Regions from separate parts of the Sus scrofa genome. Here all the other regions are linked to region 1. Evidence: chromatin contacts called from public Hi-C data. All regions are on one chromosome and are shown on one strand. The core of a region is the stretch at or near the end of the contact, and the rest is flanking DNA. Distances in the headings are between cores, read along the strand shown. Region 1 has its middle 98 kb from the start of MPZL1. Region 2 overlaps RCSD1 (RCSD domain containing 1). Region 3 overlaps LOC110260300 (a long non-coding RNA gene).

What was found. Hi-C and Micro-C count contacts between places; a contact is called where the count stands out from the background.
Region 2: a contact with region 1 is called in a Hi-C map of retroperitoneal adipose tissue, with 2.0 times the contacts expected there. The contact joins two enhancer-like sites. A contact is called at or near these places in 2 of 47 Hi-C or Micro-C datasets (embryonic fibroblasts and retroperitoneal adipose tissue) and 1 of 2 datasets of contacts at active chromatin or transcription factors (skeletal muscle).
Region 3: a Hi-C map of retroperitoneal adipose tissue shows a contact between it and region 1, with 2.5 times the contacts expected there. The contact joins two enhancer-like sites. A contact is called at or near these places in 1 of 5 promoter capture datasets (liver), 23 of 47 Hi-C or Micro-C datasets (alveolar macrophages, brain, embryonic fibroblasts and 13 more) and 2 of 2 datasets of contacts at active chromatin or transcription factors (alveolar macrophages and skeletal muscle).

Annotation. Positions count from the first base shown.
Region 1 is chr4:83,210,293-83,212,992 of Sscrofa11.1, reverse strand. No RefSeq gene overlaps it. Among named protein-coding and RNA genes, the nearest start is that of MPZL1, 98 kb to the left of the region's middle. Within about 2 kb of position 1,267, at least 19 of the 83 cell types and tissues checked have an H3K27ac peak or open chromatin away from gene starts, as enhancers often do. A contact at or near this core is called in liver and retroperitoneal adipose tissue, where this site is marked.
Region 2 is chr4:83,342,411-83,345,110 of Sscrofa11.1, reverse strand. All of the region lies in intron 4 of RCSD1 (RCSD domain containing 1), which reads left to right. Among named protein-coding and RNA genes, the nearest start is that of TRNAP-CGG, 28 kb to the right of the region's middle. Within about 2 kb of position 1,415, at least 6 of the 83 cell types and tissues checked have an H3K27ac peak or open chromatin away from gene starts, as enhancers often do. A contact at or near this core is called in retroperitoneal adipose tissue, where this site is marked.
Region 3 is chr4:83,428,739-83,431,438 of Sscrofa11.1, reverse strand. The region is part of intron 2 of LOC110260300 (a long non-coding RNA gene); the gene reads left to right. Among named protein-coding and RNA genes, the nearest start is that of RCSD1, 26 kb to the right of the region's middle. Within about 2 kb of position 1,263, at least 21 of the 83 cell types and tissues checked have an H3K27ac peak or open chromatin away from gene starts, as enhancers often do. A contact at or near this core is called in liver and retroperitoneal adipose tissue, where this site is marked.

The sequences.
Region 1 (2,700 bases), core at 18-2,517:
TCAAGCACGGAGAGTCCCAGGGGAACTGTTGCTTCCAGCGTCCGTTTCCTCCTGCAAACAGGATGTTAAACTATTGTCCCTTCTTGGCTCAGGGTTTGGATTTGATTGTCTGTCCATTCCTTCACAGTGGACTTGGTGGATCCGACTTTTCTTGTTCCAGGATATAAGGAAGGTCTGGGATTTTTTTTTAAATCTCCCGACACCTGGGAAGAGGAAGTCTGACATATTTAATATTCTCACATTTGCTTTCGAGCCCCGCCTTCCAGCATTTTGTGGCTAGCACGTTTGTGGTTACTTTGCCCTTTGGGGCATTAGGTAATTTCAGGCATGTGGACCTGAACCCCTGCTCTGCTATGGCCGCAGGGGACAGAGCAAAGCTCAAGCTGGCTTTCTTAAGGCTTGAGGTTTCCTTTCCCCTGACAAGGACTCTGCAGAGACTGGGTTCTGAATCTAGATTCATTCTTGGTTCTTTCTCTGGCTTTGAATAGTTTTTGGAGAGGGGGGGGGGTTGCTGTTGATTGATTGATTATCTTTTTAGGGCCTCAGGTGGGGCATATGGAAGTTTCCAGGCTAAGGGTTGAATTGGAGATGCAGCTGCCAGCCTACACCACAGCCACAGTCACAAGGGATCTGGGCTGCACCTGTGACCTACACCACAGCTCGAGGCAAAGCTGGATCATTAACCCGCTGAGAGAGGCCAGGGATTCAATCCTTATAGATACTAATTGGGTTAAGAACCAATAGTGGCCAGCTGAGCCACAGTGGGAACTCCCTGTTTGTTTTAAAGTACAGTTTCTTTCAACTAGATAACAGAAACATAAAATCTATACTTATTTTGTAAAGAACATCTTAAAATGTACAATAGACTCAGAGCACTATGGATCATTTTGCAAAACCCTATCCTTGCTCTTGCTGGCCCAGCAGAACCCCAGAGGCTTTGTTTATAACATGTCTGGATGCTCTTAGTTGAGTAAAAGCCCTGTGTTTTCTTGCTGTTGTTTTGTTTTTTTAACATGAAAGCCGTTCCTAAAGAAAGTGGGTCTGGCAGAGGGGAAATGGCTCTGAAAAGCTTGTTCAAAGATCTTGGTTCCAAGGAATGTGAAACATCTGTGGAGCACAGGGGTACTGGCAGCCAGCAAGTGCCACCCTGCTCTGTGTCCTTTAGCTGAGGCAGCTAAACCAAGCTCAAGGTTAAAGGATGTGAACCAGCACTGCATCATCGGGGAGCAGCACACTGCTGAGGGTGTAGCATGAATCCGCTGACACAGGACAACTCAGGACACGCTGGGCTCTCAGACAGGAGGCTGAGCTCATGATTTAATGTGGGCTAATAGAGGTTGAGCAAGAGAGAACAAAGCTCAGGGGAGAAAAGTGAGGTAAACTTAAGAAGAGAGCTAGCACTTGGCTGGAAATAACTCCTTCCACGTCCTCTCTCAAAAATACCATAAGAGTGGGAGTTCCCACTGTGGCGCAGTGGTAACCAACACGACTAGTATCCGTGAGGATGTGGGTTCCATCCCTGGTCTCAAAGGATCCACGCCTGCCATGAGCTGTGGTGTAGGTCACAGACATGGCTTGAATCTGGTGCAGCTGTGGTTGTGGCACAGGTCAGCTGCTGCAGTTCCGATTTGACCCCTAGGCTGGGAACTTCCATGTGCCACAGATATGGCCATTGAAAAAAAAAGTATATAAAAACACCATAAGAGAAAGTAAAAGATCTGGGTTCACTGTAAATTTTCTGTCTTATTCAATTAATTTCAAGCTTTTAGACTATGACTCTTCCAGGTTCACCCTTCAGGGCTCCTCCTCCCTGTCAGGCAGCAGGCATTAAAGTCATTGCAAGATGCAATCTGTTCCTGTGGAGGCAAAGGCCCAGTCAAGCAACCTAGCCACTGCGTGACTGGAGAATTAGACTGTCATCTCATCTGTTATTAAGCACTAGTTTGGTACCCTGGTATCACATTCACTGGAAAAACACATAATATGTAATGCATAAGAGGTTTAGCCTAACCGGCCTGATACATTTTCTCCTATGTATTAATAATCCCCCTCTGAACCAAGCTGGTATTATTCTCTGCCATAGAAATGTTCCAGCTCAACCTTCAGTGGTTCTGTTTTGGCATGTTAAGGTCAATGTTCTTATTGCACTGTTCTCTATCATAGCTGCTGGCCACATGTGACCATTAATTTAATTACAATAAAATTTAAAATTCAGGGAGTTCCTGTTGGTTGTGGCTCAGCAGGTTATGAACCTGACTAGTATCTATGAGGATGCAAGTTCGATTCCGGTCTCACTTAGTGGGCTAAGGATTCCACGTTGCCGTGAGCTGTGGTGGAGGTTGCAGATGTGGCTCAGGTCCAGCTTTGCTATGGCTGTGGTGTAGGCCAGCAGCCGCAGTTCTGATTTGACCCCTAGCCTGGGAACTTCTATATGCCATAGGTGTGGCCCTAATAAGCAAATAAACAAACAAACAATAAATAAATAAATTCAAATCTTCAGTAGCACTAACCACATTTCAAGCACTCAGTAGCAACAAGTGGCATTGGGCATTCAAAGACAGACTATTTCCTTTATCACAGAAAATTCTACTGGACAGCAATTGTGTAGACCATAATGGAGTTGTCAAAATTTTGGATAGTTGTGCTGTGTTACACACACACATGCTCACACAGTTTCCCCACAACCCTTTTTTCTCTTGC
Region 2 (2,700 bases), core at 166-2,665, 130 kb before region 1:
TGCCCTGGGGAAGTAACTGCACTGCACTGAGTTGCTTCCCTTTTTATAAAATGGGACAAAGGACACTAACCAGACAGGTGATGGGGGCTGGATAGGGGCATTTATTCCCTGGATAAAAGTGGAGTGAGTCAGATTAGTTCAGTGGCTCTGAGAGAAATATGTTTACATGTTTCAACCCCTGGGGGCACCACCAGCAGTTAAAGGGCATATAATAGCCAAGGACTGGATGAATGGGAGGGTGGATTTTAGAGGGTGGATTTTATACTCCAGCTCAGAGGGATCAGCTTTTTGCACCATGAGAAGGGCATTGCTTCCAGGGATCAGTGAGTTTTTGTCACTACGAAATTCACATAAAAATAAAATGAGGCGTTCTTGTCGTGGCTCAGTGCTTAACGAACCTGACTAGCATCCATGAGGATGCAGGTTCCATCCCTGGCCTCACTCAGTGGGTTAAGGATCCGGCATTGCTGTGAGCTGTAGTGTAGGTTGCAGGCTCGGCTCGGATCTGGCATTGCTGTGGCTGTGGTGTAGGCCAGCAGCTACAGCTCTGATTTGATCCCTCGCTTGGAAACCTCCATATGCCATGAATGCGGCCCTGAAAAGACAGAAGTCACAAAATAAAAAATAAAACGAGCAAGGTTGGATGGAGGCTGCTGCCCATACTTCTCCTTCTGTTCTCACATAGCACAGCCTGCAGGAGCCCTAATGCTCGGAGCCTTGGGGGCCTGCAGGACGGGCCCCAGTCAGGCTACCCCTGGGTGCCCAATGCACAGAGCTGGAAAGGGTTCTCCCATTCCTTCTTCATCCCTGCCCCCTCCCTATGCCTGCACAGAGACAGGCCTGGGTCCCTGAGGCCAGCCCTGGCTGATAAGTGTCCTGGAGGACCCACCCAAAAACATGTTTAATGTGGCTGCTGTCTCCACCTGGCCTGCCCAGAGAAGGGCTGAAAAACATTTCCATTTGAAAAATCTTGTCTGTAATTTCTAGACATTATAAGAATGTCATATATGGACATACATACATATATATATAGAAAGATGTTAAGGTTGGCTTTTCTCCACCAACTGTATTAGCCTTAGCCACTGGCCTGGAGCCGGCTGGTTGTTAAGCCATAAAGGAAATACTGCCACCTACTGACATTCCTAGGAAACTGCATGGGTGGCTGTTTTGGATTCTTCCTGTTTTGCAGTTCCATTCAAGTCAACAACGATTTTGTGGACGATGAACTGGGTTCTCAGCACCTTCCTATGGTGAAGGAGCTGTATTTATTGAATGTCTACTCTCTTCAGAAGATAATGCTCAGTTTCAGAAGAGAAGAGTTTTAAGTATTGCATAAAATGAGCTTCGTCAACACAATTGTTGCTGCAGTTAATAAAACAATATCTTCAGAGACACTGGCTCATGTGACCTCCACTGTAAAGCCTAGAAATTTAGGATAATGGAGTTTGGGCTGGAAGCTCTTTGTACTCAAGGTGGACATAAGGCTCCTTGAAAGACTGGCCACTCTGGAAATGTGTCTGACGGTGTAGATTCACAGAGCCAGAGGCACCTGACAGCTGGAGGAGGCGTCCTTAGAATCACTTACTTCAACCCACTCACCCACCTGGGTCTTGGTTGGGAGGCCAGGGCATCCATCTGGCACCTGCCAAAGTTAGAAGGAGCCAGAAGGGGGTGCTCCTGAGTCCCAGAGGGTGACTGTCTCACTCCAGCACCTCTCCCTTAATGCTGGGCCTTAAAAAGGTCACAGGGAGTTTAGTTGAATAAGTCTCTCTTCTTGCATCACTAAAATACAATCAACCTAATCAACATCTCAGAATATTTATAAGAACTTGGTGTTAGTCTTCTTGTGACTCAAGTAAATTAGTACATGGGTGCAAGGGTCAGTGTCTCCAAACTATAGGAAAATCCTTTTTCTGCCCTCATCTCTGTCCAGCAACATGGAAGTCATCTTCATCTTCGTCTTCATCCTCATCATCACTGTCATCATTCCTACATGTTGAGGATCCATATATCTGAGGAACTAGAATCAAGTTGCAGGGATTTTACAAAAAACAAGGAAGTGTCGCTCTTTTTAGATAATGTAAAACCCAAATATGGGAAAGATTCCTGACATATAGTCATCACAAAAATATCTCCAACTACTAACAGCATTATATGGATTATATGGATTATGAATATATATATATATATAACATATATATATATATATACATATAAAACATTGACTACTTTTAGAGGGCAGGGGCTCATCATATTCTTTTTTTTTTTTTTTTTTTTTTTTGTGGTCTTTTGTCTTTTAAGGGCCATACCTGAGGCATGTGGAGGTTCCCAGGCTAGGGGTTGAATTGGAGCTACAGCTGCCAGCCTACACCACAGCCACAGCAACGCAGGATCTGAGCCATGTCTGTGCCCTACACCACAGTTCATGGCAACACCAGATCCTTAACCCACTGAGTGAGGCCAGGGATCAAATCTGCATCCTAATGGATACCAGTCGGGTTCGTTAACACTCGCTGAGCCGTGAAGGGAACTCCTAATCACATTCATCTTTATATAACCAACACGATGCCCGGAATGTGGTAGATGCTCAATAAACTATTCAAAATGAATAGTCAATGTTTTAGAAAGTGGATGATTTATAAATAACACTATTGTAAAACAAACAAACAACACTCTCTGTGGGGTTTTCCAAAATACTAT
Region 3 (2,700 bases), core at 14-2,513, 220 kb before region 1:
GCGTTGCTGTGGCTCTGGCGTAGGCCGGTGGCTACAGCTCCGATTCAACCCCTAGCCTGGAAACCTCCATATGCCGTGGGAGCGGCCCAAGAAATAGCAACAACAACAACAAAAGACAAAAAAAATTTTAAAAAAAATTTAAAAAAAATTAAAAAATAAAAATGAAAGCATTATCTCATAGAGCTGTAAGAGGATTAAATGGAATGATCAGTCTAAAGCATCTAACAGTGTGTAGCACATAGCAGAGACTTAGGCAGAAGTTATTGCTATTTGTTACTTAATCACAGCTGACATAAAATGTGCTTAATACATGTTTAAGTGAATGAATGAGTGAATGAAATGTGTAGAATCACAGAGATTTTATTGCACTAAGGAAAATGAATACTTTCAAGCTATTTATTTATTTATTTTAGGGCCACACCCTCAGCATATGAAAGTTCCCAGGCTAGGGGTGTACCTACACCATAGCTCACAGCAACACCAGATCTCCAACCCACTGAGCAACACCAGGGATCGAACCTGTATCCTCATGGATACTGGCCAGATTTTCTTCCACTGTGTCACAACAGAACTCCTCAAGCTTTTTAAATGTGGAGTCAGCTAGTTGAGTCACCTCAAGGCAAAGTAACCAAACTGTCTCTAGTAAGCATTAGAGACAGTTCTGTCAGTCTTCTCTACTCCTCTTTGGAAAAAAACAGAGGCCAGAGGGGGCGAATGATGTGCCCCAGGCTTTGAGGCTGATTAGAAAAGCAGGATGAGACTTAAGTCCTAGCTCAAGGCTTAAGTCATAGGGACCTGCCTGACTGGGTGGGAGGACAGGGGAATGAGGAGGTGGCCCTTAATGGACTGATCCCAGAAAATAAATAGGCTTTGAGCTTGTTTTTTGTTTGTTGTTTGTTTGTTTTTCTTTTCTTGCAGCAAATAGATGTTCCCAGGCTAGGGGTCAAATCGAAACTGTAGCCACTGGCCTACACCACAGCCACAGCAATGCCAGATCCAAAGCCACATCTGTGACCTACACCACGGCAATGCTGGATCCTTAACCCAGGATTCAAACCTGCATCCTCATGGATGCTAGTCAGATTCATTTCTGCTGAGCCACAATAGGAACTCCTGAGCTTGGTTTTAACATGCTGCTGAGAGGCACCTTTACCAACAAGTGATCCCACCCACCTGGGGTATAGAAAGAGCCAGAACCACAAGAGCCTCTTGCTTGCCCTAAGGCCACCCATAATTCGCCTCTAATCTGAAGGGATGTGTGGGGAGAGGCTCTCACTTCCCCAAATATGTTTCTTCCTGTGTCACAAGGAGCCTTGGGTCACCTCCTTCCTTTGTGCAACAAAAAAGCAATTTCTGCCTCTGCTTCTTTTGTTTCCTGCCACCACTGTCTTTGCCTTTTCTAGGACCCAGTTCTCAAGACACAGCCCTGCTCAGCCCTGGCTGGCTTTCCCTATCAGTAGCCTCCCCCTGGCTTCCTGACCTGCACAGAAGAACAAAACACTCATGAACCCCTGGGTCTCTCCCTTTGCCTGGGTAAAACAGGCTGTCTTGGTGTGGTCCAACCCCTCTGCTTTTGATCTGCCAGCAGGAAGCAATAAAAGGCACTTTCCACGTGCCTGCTGTAACCATATTTTCCATATTCAAAAGTAGAATTCATTACCCAAGCGGGACACGTGCCATTCTAAGGACTTTCAGACAAAAGACCTGAAATTGGACCATGCCAGGAAACCCAGGATGGATGGTTGCCATGGACATACATCCTGAGAAGTTCTCTCCTCTGGGTGATGCCTGCTAGAAGTGCCATCTGCTTTTGCCACAGATTCATGCCTGTGAGTGTGACTCAGATAACAGCCACAGTAGTCCCTTGAGTAACTCCTACTCAGATTCTGCCAAGAAGCCAGAGAACAGGTGTGTCCAGGACAACTTTTTCCTTGACTTCATTTACTTGTTTTACCTGCATAAAAACCCTAGTCCCATGGGGGCTTTACAATGTATTTTTACCTTCAACTCAGCTACGATTTGCAGGGTGTTTTTACCTTCAACTCAACTATGATTCTTTTAAATATATCAATCCTTGGAGTTCCCCTCATGGCTCAGTGGTTAACAAATTGAACTAGGAACCATGAGGTTGCAGGTTCGATCCCTGGCCTCACTCAGTGGGTTAAGGATCTGGTGTTGCTGTGAGCTGTGATGTAGGTCACAGACACGGCTCAGACCTGTGTTGCTGTGGCCCTGGCGTAGGCCAGTGGCTACAGCTCTGATTCGACCCCTAGCCTGGGAACCTCCATATGCCACAGGTACGGCCCTAGAAAAGACAAAAAGACAAAAATAAATAATAAATAAAAATATCAATCCAAAAAAAAGTATCACTCCAACAACTTAAATATATCCAATAAGTACTATAATGACCTGTTTCACCCGTCAGGAACTGGGTTGTGTAATGCCAGAGGTAAAATGGTGAAAATGCCATTCATTCCAACTCTTTTGAGTCCTTACTATGTACAGAAAATCATGCTTATACTGAGTGGAGGATCCAATGACTGACCGTGTGGTTTGTACCCTTTCACACTCAACTGTAATAAAATTAATCATGCTACAGTAGAATGAGAGCCAGACTTAGTGTCAGAGGTCTTGGGTTCAAATCTTGCCTCTTCCCCTTGATGACTGTGTAGTACTGAGCAAGGCAGATTTCAACCTCCC